2 separate regions of the Mus musculus genome follow, and region 1 is linked to region 2. The links are chromatin contacts, called in public Hi-C maps. All regions are on one chromosome and are shown on one strand. The core of a region is the stretch at or near the end of the contact, and the rest is flanking DNA. Distances in the headings are between cores, read along the strand shown.

The links. A called contact is a pair of places that touch in the nucleus more often than the background predicts.
Region 1: a Hi-C map of cerebellar granule neurons shows a contact between it and region 2, with 2.6 times the contacts expected there. The contact joins the enhancer-like site here to the promoter of Clybl in region 2. A contact is called at or near these places in 4 of 15 datasets of contacts at CTCF or cohesin (CD8 T cells, the G1E-ER4 cell line, embryonic stem cells and 1 more), 39 of 484 Hi-C or Micro-C datasets (B cells, the G1E-ER4 cell line, the HL-1 cell line and 16 more), 5 of 115 datasets of contacts at active chromatin or transcription factors (astrocytes, embryonic stem cells and memory CD8 T cells) and 1 of 9 other capture datasets (embryonic stem cells).

What each region holds. Positions count from the first base shown.
Region 1 is chr14:122,221,460-122,227,100 of GRCm38.p6, reverse strand. All of the region lies in intron 1 of Clybl (citrate lyase beta like), which reads right to left. Among named protein-coding and RNA genes, the nearest start is that of 1700108J01Rik, 9.4 kb to the left of the region's middle. Within about 2 kb of position 3,455, at least 84 of the 459 cell types and tissues checked have an H3K27ac peak or open chromatin away from gene starts, as enhancers often do. A contact at or near this core is called in B cells, CD8 T cells, the G1E-ER4 cell line and 6 more, where this site is marked.
Region 2 is chr14:122,178,821-122,185,056 of GRCm38.p6, reverse strand. Clybl (citrate lyase beta like) reads right to left here and starts at 3,363. Exons shown (of 8, transcript NM_029556.3): 1 at 3,276-3,363. The coding sequence starts at 3,331.

The DNA of each region.
Region 1 (5,641 bases), core at 2,206-4,705, 42 kb before region 2:
ACCTCTAGATAGAGAAATAAAACTATCGTAACACACAACTGATTCAGCCTGGTGCATGAATTTTTAATCCATCCTGAGATGTTTGGGGCAAGGCCAATCAAGAAGAATGAACAGTGGCCCTGGGCGTCAACAACCAATACAATGGGAAACAGGGACACCAGCAACAAGCAAAAACAGAGGGTGTTAAAAAAAAAAAATCCAAGCCAGGCTCTTTGCATATGTAGTGAAAAACCTAAGGCCTCACCAGCCAGCATGGAAATGCTCAGATAAGACAAAGGGCCTTGCTGGGCCTTCTTGGGTCACAATTTGAGGTTAAACACAGCAGATGGGAGAACCTGAGAGTCCACTTCATGGAACTTTAGGACACTCCAGTATAAAAATCAGTTAGGTGTCCAAGGTTACTTCAAATTTCTGGGTGTGTGTGCGCGCGCGCGCGTGTGTGTGTGTGTGTGTGTGTGTATCGAGGAAAAGATCCAATGTAACCCCATCTGCCAAACTTAAAATGCAAGGTAGACAGACAGCATGCAACAACATAAATACCGGTTGTATTTAGGGCCCCCAAACAACAGCCTTGATATAAAAAGTTAGAACTTTTACTTCAAAAAATACTGGTGACTTTTTTTTTTTGTGGTCACTGAGGTGGGGGGCAATCTCTTTTAATTATGTCAAAAGCAAAGAGAAGAGGGTAGGCTCTTTACCTTTGAATACCAAATGAGGGAAGGCCGCATCAAAGACTTCCCTTGATCTGTTTTGCCTGAAAAATTAATAGGCTTCACCAAGTCCTTTGCATCGCAAGCTCAAATTCCAAAAAAAGAAGCTGGGGTGACACCCACAGTCCCAGGGACAAAATGCAGCCAGCAAGAGGGGCTTGGCTTTGATGGGGGGGTATGGGGTGAGGTGGGGGGGTGGGGTGAGGTGGGGGGGTGTTATTTGATTTTGGGAAGTTTTTTTTTTTTTTTTTTTTTTTTGTTAACAAGGTGGATAAGCCCTGAAACTGTTCCAAGGCTAACTGTCACCCATGTTTTCCTCCTACCTACCCTCAGCCTCTTCCCTTTGCTGCCCGGAGCAGATGCTGGTGGCTGGGACAGTGTGGAAAGGCCTGGCCACCTAACTCTGCAGTTTCAAAAGGAACAGTTGAAAGGCCCGAGGATGAGCCCACAGGAGGCCTAGGGAAAAGGCTAAGTCAGCATTTCAGAGGTCCTGACATCTACTCGGCTCTTCTTTCCTCTCCTGCAAGGGGAAGGCAGGATGACTTCAAAGGGGAAAGTTTTGGGGTGTCTGGGAGGACTTTAGTTCACACTCCTTCTGGCAGCAGGATGGCCCCCAAAGGTGAATATTTGTATCTTTCTCTTAAAGAAACCCCACGGTAATCTCATTTCGGGGACACATGGCTGCTGCTGAAGTGGTGGGTACTGGAAAGTGAGACTGGGTTGGGGGATGGGGCAGCCGCTGTCCAGGCTTCTGCTTCCACTTCAAACCCTCATCCCAGGATGTCTTGGTGGCCACACTGGTACAGGAGGAATGGGAGGGTCCAGAGATATCCCATTACCAAGGGACAAGGAAGAGCTAACAGGTCACAGACTCGATAGTAGGAAAAGGGGAAAGGTCAAGAGGAAGGCAGAGGGAAAAGTGGGGACGAAGGAAGACCTCGCTAAATACCTCTCTTGGCCGAGGGGCTGGGGAGAGGGATGGAGAGACGTGCTAAGACTGCTATTTACAGATGAATGGAAGCAGGGCTTCTCCATCCGCTCAGTGACAAACCTTAATTGCTCAAAACAAAGCAAGTTTCCAAGGGCCAAGCTCTTCGAAGGCCCCATCTTTGCTGTAACGTCGGGAACAAAGCTCTATGTCCAATATTTCCATTAAAAAAAAAATAAACGAAAGCAAATCGTGATGTCTACCGTCATCTGTTTCAAAGGGTTTGATTTCTTCCCACCTCCCGGCTGCCAGCTAGGTCATCACAACAATTCATTTATTTTACTGTCTTTATAGAGAGGAGAGAAGAGAAAAACCTATGTCTCACTTCTTAAAAGGTGGCTCAAAATCTGAAATTCAAAGAATAACATTACTAAGCAATTACCTGGGAAAATCTAGAAGGCCTTCTGCGAGAACTATCAAAAGACAATATTTGTCTAGAATTCGAGCACTAACGGCCCTGACACAGCAAAACCATTGTGTTTTCCCCAACTTTTCTTTGCTCCATACAGCTGTGTTTTCACAGATGTCAAGCCATGTGTCTCCACCAAAAGGTTTAGCCCTCCCTTCAGAAGCGAATGTGGATCAAAGGTTCAAACGCAGAAATACAAGCTCCCTTCCCCTCTGGAACATGTTTTTATTTTTCCGCAGTGGCTGCAAACCAGAATTCCCATCTGCTGTCCTGCGGCACCCAGGTTAACCTTACCAGTGGGGCTCAGAGCACTGTTATCTCAGCTAAGAAGAGCATAGATGAAGAAGCGTGCCCATGCCTGAGAGAGCCACGAGGGCCCCTCCCCAAGATGTCCACTCAGCTCAGAGAGGATTGAACCAGGCAGGAGCCGAGGTGACCTTAGAAATTCATTATTCCCTTCCTGTTCCATCAGAACAGATTTACGAAGTTAAGATTGGGTTTTTCTGTGATGCACATACAACTTGTAGAAAGAAGAACATACGGTTTCCTGCCTCCTACTCCAGCAATACACAAGAACATGCAAATGATGCTTCGCTTGTTTGAAACTGTCTAACAATAGACCTGATAAAATAATATTAATCTCTATCTAGCAGGTTCCGTTGTATTTTACCAAGCTGTAGTTCTGTTTTAGATAGATCTCCTTCTGACGTGCTAATCTTTTTAATGCCTCCCTCACCCTCACTTCCTATTCTTCCCACTGAGAATATCTGTGAAACGACTAGGAGAGAAACAGATAAGTTTCTCTACTGCAAAGATGGGTTCACTGCATTTGCTCAGGAGAAGAGCAAGCCGGGGTTAAGCAGCTGACAGGGTTTTAAGACCTTTGAAGGTATTTTTGCCAGGTTCTTAAGATCGCTCAGTATCAGGTGAAATGAGTTAGACAGAGGCACGTATCCGTCTGTTTAGATCTCTGTAGACCATCAAGAGTGGAGGGATACAAAGCTTTGGCCAGTCAGCCTCTCTGGAGAATATACAGGCGCCAAAGTGGGGAGTCCTGGACTGGTTTAACACCAGTGTGTGAGTGCCATCTAGTGACCACTCCAGAACTACAGTCTAGTCACCGCACTTACCGTACAGAAACATAAGCCTCCTAACCCATCTCCCCAAGATGATTTGGTTCCAGCATTCCCAACCCTCCTGTCCACTCATGGCAGCATTTGTTGCCCTGGTTACAAAATGAACCTAAAGGAAAAGGAAAAACAAAAACAAAAACCTAAACAGCTTCAGAAAACAAAGCAGGAAGTGGGAGGGGCCCAAGATGGCTTCTGACTAGAAAAAGCAACACAGTATCAGATTGTCAACACTGAAGCTGCTCACAAGCCCCACAGAGAAGGGTAAAGAGGCCACTTCTACTAAGGAATTACTTTGACCATTCTGAAGGACAGACTCCATGAAAACGGAGTCTCCCGCCATTCACACCTGCCCTTCAGACGTCAGCTGATCAACTTTGATGAGGAAAAGCTCCCTGTCTGGGCACTCATACCTAGACCTCTCTGAGTCCTCTTTGTGTGTGTGTGTGTGTGTGTGTGTGTGTGTGTGTGTGTTATTGTACACTCTAGGGATATGAAGCCCTCCTTGCAGCTAGACAAGCTAGCAGCTTCTCCTGCTCCAGCTGCCTGGACTGCAATGTAAGCTCCACAGCAGACCAGCCTACCAGCATGCCTTGTCCTGGGATGATAGGACACTCTCACCCAGCTTTGGGTGTGGCCCTTCAGTGGCCTAAGCATCAGTGGGCTGTCCTCACTTGTGAGGAGCCGCCCTCACAGTCACCGTTACAAGATGGCGCTGACATCCATTGCTCATAGTAAAATGTGTGCAGGCGTCATTGCCTGAGCCCTGCCTCTCTCGTGGCGTTAACTGACTGATAGTGGGCAGCCAATTCGGGTGGTGCACGTCTCCAACCGTTTTACACAGCCTATAAAAGGGAAGGGCTTTCTGCTCTCTGGGTCTCCTCTCCTGAAGTTGATCATCTATCTCTCGAGATGTATTAAAGCTTTACTGCAGAAGGATCCGAGTGGCCTGCGTGCGTTTTGCTGGCAAGACGGTAGCGTGGGTCACTCACTGGTAGCAGGTGGTCCCAGAGGGCCCCATCAGCCACTAGAGGCCACTGTTCTGTCTCCATTTTATGAGTTCCAGGTAAAGACACCTGGACCAGCATAGTCAGAACAGGGACAAAATGCAACACTGTTGCTCCGGGCCACACCCATGGGATCACAGACCCTGTGAGAAGGAGGGCAGTTGTTGTAACAGACTTGCCTTTGTTTCTGGAGAAGACTCGGGCCTGAATCCGGTTCTATGGCCACACAAATCCTCATTCACACGTCCATTCCCTAAGCTGGCCTCAGTGAGAAAGGAGCCAGGTCATCACTAAATGCTGTCTCCCAGGGAGCCCGGAAGGACCAGGGCTCAGCACAGATTCATTGGCTGACAGAAAGGAAGATGCCAAGAGTCATTCAAGGCCTAGGGTGCCCGGTGGGTCAGTGAGCCTCAGCTCTAAATACCCCCACTTCTCTGCTTTCAAGGAATGGGGCATGTGGCAGAGCTCAGGTGAGGCTCATTTCTAAAGGGAGGAGGACCTGGGGCCAGGAGTAGCTGCTCATCAATGTTATCCTTTGGGGGGAGGGGTCCAGCTATGTGACCCAGGCTACATGCAACGTATCTTCTACCTTAGCCTCCAAAGTGTTGAGATTATAGGTGTGTACCGCCACACTGGGCCCTAAAATGCTACTTAATTTTAAAATGGTGGCATGTCATCCCTTCTGGTAGAGAGGGAGTTGTTTGCTCTGCCCATTCAGGTCCACTTGATGCCCCCCCCCCCCACATACCAATCAATAACATACCTTTGAACGATGACTTTAGAGCTTTTCAAAATGAACAATTACACCACTATGAAAAGCCAGACCCTAGTAGAAGAGACACTTCGAAGGCCAAAAGGTTGGGCTGGACAGGCTCTGGGGTGGTGGGATGGTGAAGGCTCCAAGTCCCAGGATCCCTTCTTATCATAGTTTCTAGCTCAGACCCATTTGGGTACAACACACCAGCACAGCCTAGCTTCCCTTAGCTACTTCTTAGGTCTGGAGAGTAAAAACACTTTGAGGACACTATCTGTTCCCAAGAGTAGAGTCAGGGAAGCCCCAGAGGTACTCTGCTGAGTAAGGCATCTCGTAGTGTTGCCTGCATCTGGATGCAGCCAGACAATGCCTGGCTGAGATGAGGGTCAATGTGAATAGAAGAGCTGTGAATAGAAGAGCTCTGTGGCTCAGAAGGATTGAGTAGGCTCTTGATGGGGAAGCCCAAACACCCAACTTATGTGAGAGCTATACTGTGAGCAAAGGGGACAGACCCCAGACTGGACCATACCTCTATTTTATGTATGTGAGTACACTGTAACTGTACTCAGACACACCAGAAGAGGGCATCAGATCCCATTACAGATGGTTGTGAGCCACCATGTGGTTGCTGGGAATTGAACTC
Region 2 (6,236 bases), core at 2,114-4,613:
TCATGTCTGCCCTTACTTAAGATGTAAGCAAAAGCTGTAGGTGTTTTCCTTGTGTTTCTGATTGACGGACCATAAGTCAGAGGTTCCTAAGACTCCACTCTTTAGGTCCAGTTCATTTGCTAGGAGGGCTCACAGAACTCAAGGAAACTGATTACAATCAGAGACCTTCGAAAGGATACAGATGAACAGCCAGATAGAAGGATACACAGGGCAGGGCATGGATGAGGGGTGGAAGCTTCTATGCCCTCTCTAAGCACACCTCCTTACAGAAAGCTGCATGAGTTTAGCAACCTGGATGCTCTCCAAACCCTGGCCTTTTGGATTTTGATGGGAGCTTCCTTGAACAGACAGGACCAATCTTGTGGTTCCTTCTTCTCTGTCTTGTGTCAAATTGACAAAACACTCATCAGCACCGGTGTACTTTAAAGTCACATCGTGAACTTGCTGAGAAGGGCTGAACCCCACAGCCTAGCAGCCCCCAACACTCAAGTCACTCAGGAGAGTCCATTGGTTTAGGGTTGTGTTCCAGGAAACAGGGACAGAAACCAAATAAACATTCTTACTGTATCACAGTATCGAGCACAACACAATTAAGAAATCGGCAAAATAGTTGGGGCATATGTACGATGAATATACTAGATGGCAAATCACCATTTGGAAGGTAGCACAAAAGCCTGACCTCAATGACACACCACCTCCAAGAAGGCCACACCTCCTAATCTTCTCCAAACAGTTCCACTACCCGGGGACCAAACGTTCAACTATATCAGCCTCTGGGGGCCACTCTCATCCAAACCACCACAGCATCATCTAAGGGGATTTCAGGTTCAAACAAATCGAAAACAAGATACCACAGCCGCATACCGGTTAGAATTGTTGAATGTTCTTTAACCAGCAATGACAGACGATGAGTCAGCAGAGTAACACACTCGTTCACAGATAAGACGGTGCAGCTACTGTGACGTCTTCTCATAAAGCTAAGCACAGCCTTCTGAGACAATTCAACAGTCACATTCCTCAGTAATTATGTCTACACACAAACGCATGTGAAGACTTCTGCACAGTCAACAAAAACTGGACGCAGCTAAAATATCCTTCAACAGCGAACTGTCTAAACCAACTGTGGTATAGCTACACAATGGGATACTACTTGGCAATACAAAGAACTGAGCTATTAAGTCATGAGAGACATGAAGGAATTGTATATGCCTATTGTTAAAGAACCCAATCTAAAAAGACTATACACCGTATGGCTCAAATTCTTTGACACTCTAAATGAGATGGATCAGCAATAAAACTATATGTTACGTAGGCCTGACAACCTGACTTTCATCCCTGGAGCCCAGGGTGGAAGAAAATCAACTCCTGAAAATGATCCTCTGACCGCCACACATAAACTGCAGTATGTTCGTGCTAACATTCATACACACACACACACACACACTAAATAAAGTAAATGTAAAAACTAAATCGTCTGTTGGGTAGAGGGTACCTGGAAAGAATGCAGACCAAGAAAAGCACCAATTGTATACAAAAGGGCTTTGAAGAAAGAAAAGGGTGCTGACCTAAGCAACTCTAGGAATAAATGGAGCCCATGAGGCTGGAGGGAGTCTAAGCACTGTCTTCTAGTGGGTGGACATCTTCCCAATGGGTGTGGGCTAATAAATCATATGCTTGCTAGGACTGAACAATTAAGTGCCTGCGTGGTAGACAGCAGGAGCTTCCTTACAGTTGGGCCGGTGCTTTACTGACAAGCCTCAGGAAGAAGTTAGACTGCTCCCTGAGTGATGTGTTAGACCTGGAAGCGTCCTAAGGACTCATGTGTAGCTTGAGAAATAGCTACAGATGGTTCTATGTAGCAACTTTGATAGGTGTGTGTGTTCCCATCTATATTTCTTGGCTCTGTCAAGTGAGTTATGCTCCCTTCCTTGAAAGCGGAGTAATTCATATACATCCAGCATGGCCACAGAGAACTGCATGAATAACATGACAGTCTAGAGCTCAGGGCAAACGCTGGTGGGTCAGAAACAGGGATCAGGATTTCTGGTCTTGAATGGCCCCTGCGTGCTCAGCAATGGTTCAGACACTCTGAAAATAAGCAAGGAGCCTCCAGAAGTAGCCTACTGGTCCCAGACAGCACTTACATCCTCTGGTGGGTTTACTAGGACCACACTAGCACAATTGGCTCACTAAAGCCAAGTACCTGCCCTTGATAGAGATGATGCATGGTATGGGGGGCAGGGTGGTGGTGATAAAAAGGAGTTTACACTAAGCTCCAAGCCTATTAGAAGTGGTGACTGTGTGCGGTCAGGACTGGTCCTTTCACACTTCAGAAACGGAATCTCTGGGCTGGCCCAGGACCCCTCCCTTACCACCACTCAGGTTCCAGGAGTGATTTTCCTCCAGCCAGGGTGCAAGGCCACAGATGAGAAAATGAGGTGCCTAAGACCATATGGGTCCTGTCATGGGTCTGGGGTAAATCATGAAGCACAACACAAAAGATGTAAAAAACGCTAAACTGTGAACTCTGGCTCCATCGCTCCGTGGGACTTTGAGACAGTCTCTGATCCTGTTTCCTCACAATAGGCAAGACACCTTAAAGGAGAACTCAGGACACGTGCAGTTAACAGATAGGCAAGTGTCATGAGGGAGGGTCACTGTTTGTGACAATCTACAGTTCCTTTACCAACTAGTATTGCTATGTAGGCCAGGCTGGCCTCAAACTTGCTATGTAGATTAAGTGTAGCCTTTAACCTGCGTCCTCCTGCCTCCACTCCCCAAGTCATGGAATTCTTTTCAAATATCTACTCCAAAGCTGATGACGTAAGACTTAAAGTCTCTTGTTAAACCAAAGAAAACTTCAAAATATATGCTCTTTTCACCTAAAAAAAATTCAGTGTTTTTCATGAGCAGATTTTGGCAAAAGCTTTTTGGAACCCTCAGTCATTCTTGGTTGGGTAAGTGGGTCCAGAGAACAACATTTGGGAACCACTGTGCTTCACATAGGTGGGGTGAGCGTCTCAGCTACTCCAGAGCGCCCCTAAGTTAGCGCGGTACATGCCAGATGCTGACAGCCCTGCCAACCCAGTAACGTTTGTACCCATTGCCCGGGTCCACGCAAAGCCCTCCCACTGGGAGGCAGCAGCCGCAGCGACCTTGGCAGAGGTCAAGGACCGGAGGCACAGAGGTATCGGGCTAGAGTGCCCATGCAGGCTCCAGAGACCACTCTGGCTACCGCCTTCGCCGCGTGGCGGGGACAGAGAACCTGAACTCACAGCCTGGGCAGCGCCGCCGCTCCACGAACCGTGTTCCGCAGCACGCACAACGCCATCTTCCCGACTGGCCCGCCTACGCCCCGCCCTCGCCCCGCCTAGCTGGATTCGGCCACGCCCGCCCTACCAGGCTTAGCCCGGCCCCCCGCTTGCCACAGCCCAGGCCAGTCCAGCCAGACTCAGCCCCACCTTGCTTCTGCTGGCGAGGCCCCATGCAACGCTTCTCTTTCCAAAACCACGCCCGCCCTCGTTAGCCACTCCAATCCTCTGCGAGCCCTGCGCGGCTCTGCGCGGAGGCTTTGGTGACCCAATGCTCCGCCCGCTTCTGAAACGAGTTAGAGAAACTTGGGTTTTCTCTGGCAGAGAAGATTTAGGTTTCCGAGGGGCTTTTTTGCTGTTTTTATTATCAACGTGCCCCTAACACAGTCGGTGAGCCTGCGATGGTGCATAAGCTAAAAGTGGTCAAAGCAAATGGGCTCTACCTGAAAAGGTGCAGGCTTGGGACCCACACAGGCCCCTTCCCAATGCCTGCGGGTCTCCGGAAACTGAGAGAAGCTGCCATCGGTCGTCTTTCCTAATCCAGTGGTGCCCTACCTAGTGTCTGGTCCTTTCCACTCTCCACCCTCCACCATTCCTCTGTCTTCTACCTCTGCAGTTTTGATTTTGGTGGTCACTACGTTCCGTTTGTTCTGAATTGACACTCAAAGTCGTTGTCGGAAGCTGGATTAAAAAATAGACCCCAGACGGGCGTGGTGGCTCACGCCTTTAATCCCAGCACTTGGGAGGCAGGAGAATTTCTGCGTTCGAAGCCAGCCTGGTCTACAGAGTGAGTTCCAGGACAGCCAGGGCTACACAGAGAAACCCTGTCCCGAAAAACAAAAACAAAAGACCCCAGAAGTCCTTTGTAGCCAGAGTGGCAGCACAGATGCCGAATATCTGCAAGACTGAGTTATCGCTTAGTTTATGATACCAACAGGGCAGACTGTTCAAACCCTCTGTGAGGCCCCCTCACACCCACCCGGACCTCTCCTGCCTGCACCCAGTGAGGACCATCCCACTTTCCTGTCTCCACTGCGGGCCCCAGTCTGTTCCGCCAAAATGGAGCCTGAGACAAAGCAGTATCAGGAACACCCATTCCATCTCTAATTTACACATCTATATCTTGTACTAAGAGACTGAGCAGGCAAGCTTTGTCTGTCTCCAGATACTAGATCACACTCTTTGTCCTGTTACACTTCTCTATGGCCATCCATCCACCAGTAAAAACACAGGTCTGGGGGTTTGAGTTTTTAAAACTTTTGTTGTTGTTGTTGTTGTTGTTGTTGTTTGAGACAGGGTTTCTCTGTATAGCCCTGGCTGTCCTGGAACTCACTGTGTAGACCAGGCTGGCCTTGAACTCAGAAATCTGCCTGCCTCTGCCTCCCAAGTACTTGGATTAAAGGTGTGTGCCACCACCGCCCGGCCTTGAGTTTTTATTTATCAATAAAAGTCACGTAAGGCGTCAGTTACATGCACAAAAGAGTTATTGCAAGTTTTGCACCTGAGGGGGTCAGAGGGATTGAGGGGAGGTAGTGGGGGAAGACGGGTTGGGAGGGTGAAAGACTTCAGGGCAAAGTAGAGCAGGCATAAAACTTCAGGGATCTGAGAACCTCCTGGGCCCAGGTTTAAGTGGCCTAAATGCCTTTTTTAATAATATACTCGGGAGTAGAATTTAGGGCCTCAGCCAGGCAGGCAGGAGCTCTATCTACCACTGAGCTACACCCTGGCCCTAAGTGGCTGAAATCTTGGCATTGTTTCACAAATACATTTGTCCTAGATAGAAGTGAGTTATATTTTCACCACATGGCCTTGTAATTATCGTGAAAACTCAATTAACCTTCATTGTTTGTCTTATACTATCTAGCTTTGTATTGGTTCTACAGAACACCTCCTAGGATTCGCCCGCTGAAAATATCTGATCAACCTCACTGTTTGCTGTAACATTTAAATAACTTTCCAGTGGGAAAGGGCAGACCCATTAGGAAAATGAAGCCCTTTATTCTCTGGTTAGGAACCCCAAAGGCTCTTTATCACAATCCATTCTTTCCTTCCTTTTGCTGTCTGGCCGGATGTAGGGTTTTCTCACCAAAGTTGAGTCTCAAAGGCTGAGCGGGCCGGTGTCACTGGTTTCAAACTTCAGAATGGCGCACTTAGAAAGAAGCCTATTAGAAGTTCTGTGGAATGGTTTTTAAGCAGTGGCACAGATAGAACTTGGCTCTGAGATCATTGCTGCCTCCTGCTGCTAAGATACAAAACCCTCCCAGCCGCGCTCCCGGCCAGCGCTGCCTTTGATAAGGGTGATGGCTGCGTCTGGCTCCTTGGGGAGAAAGGAAGAGACGTCTCTCAGATTTAGGCCAAATGCAGAATATCTAATGGCCACATCGCGAGCCGGCCGGGCCTTAGCTCCCACTCTTTAAGTCGAGGAAGTTAGACTACATAACCTTTAAAATACCCTTCTGCTCCGGAAGGCCTGACGTCTGATTTTCTGACTGCATGATTTTCCAACCCACGCTGCAGCATCCCCTATGATCAGAAGGCCGGTGCCGATCCTTGTAGACCTTCTAGGCCATGGTCTCTGCTTTGTCTCCATAGCTCTTCTAGTACTTGTCTATGTAATTTATTTTTTTGTTGTTGTTGTTGTTTTGTTTTCTTGAGACGTGGTCTCCTATTGACCAGGGTGGCCTCTTACTCACTATGCAACTGAAGTTGCACTTGAACTCCGATGCTCTTTCCTGCACTTCCCCAAGTGTTGGAACTATGGTCATGTTGGTTTCATGAAGTGCTGGGAATCGAACCCAGGGCTTTGTGCATACCAGACAAGCACCCTACCAACTGTGTTTCTCCCCCAGCCTCAGTTTCTGTGGTTGGATGAATACTGGCCTCCAAATTGCTTGCATCCTAACTGCTACAACCTATGATTGTGTC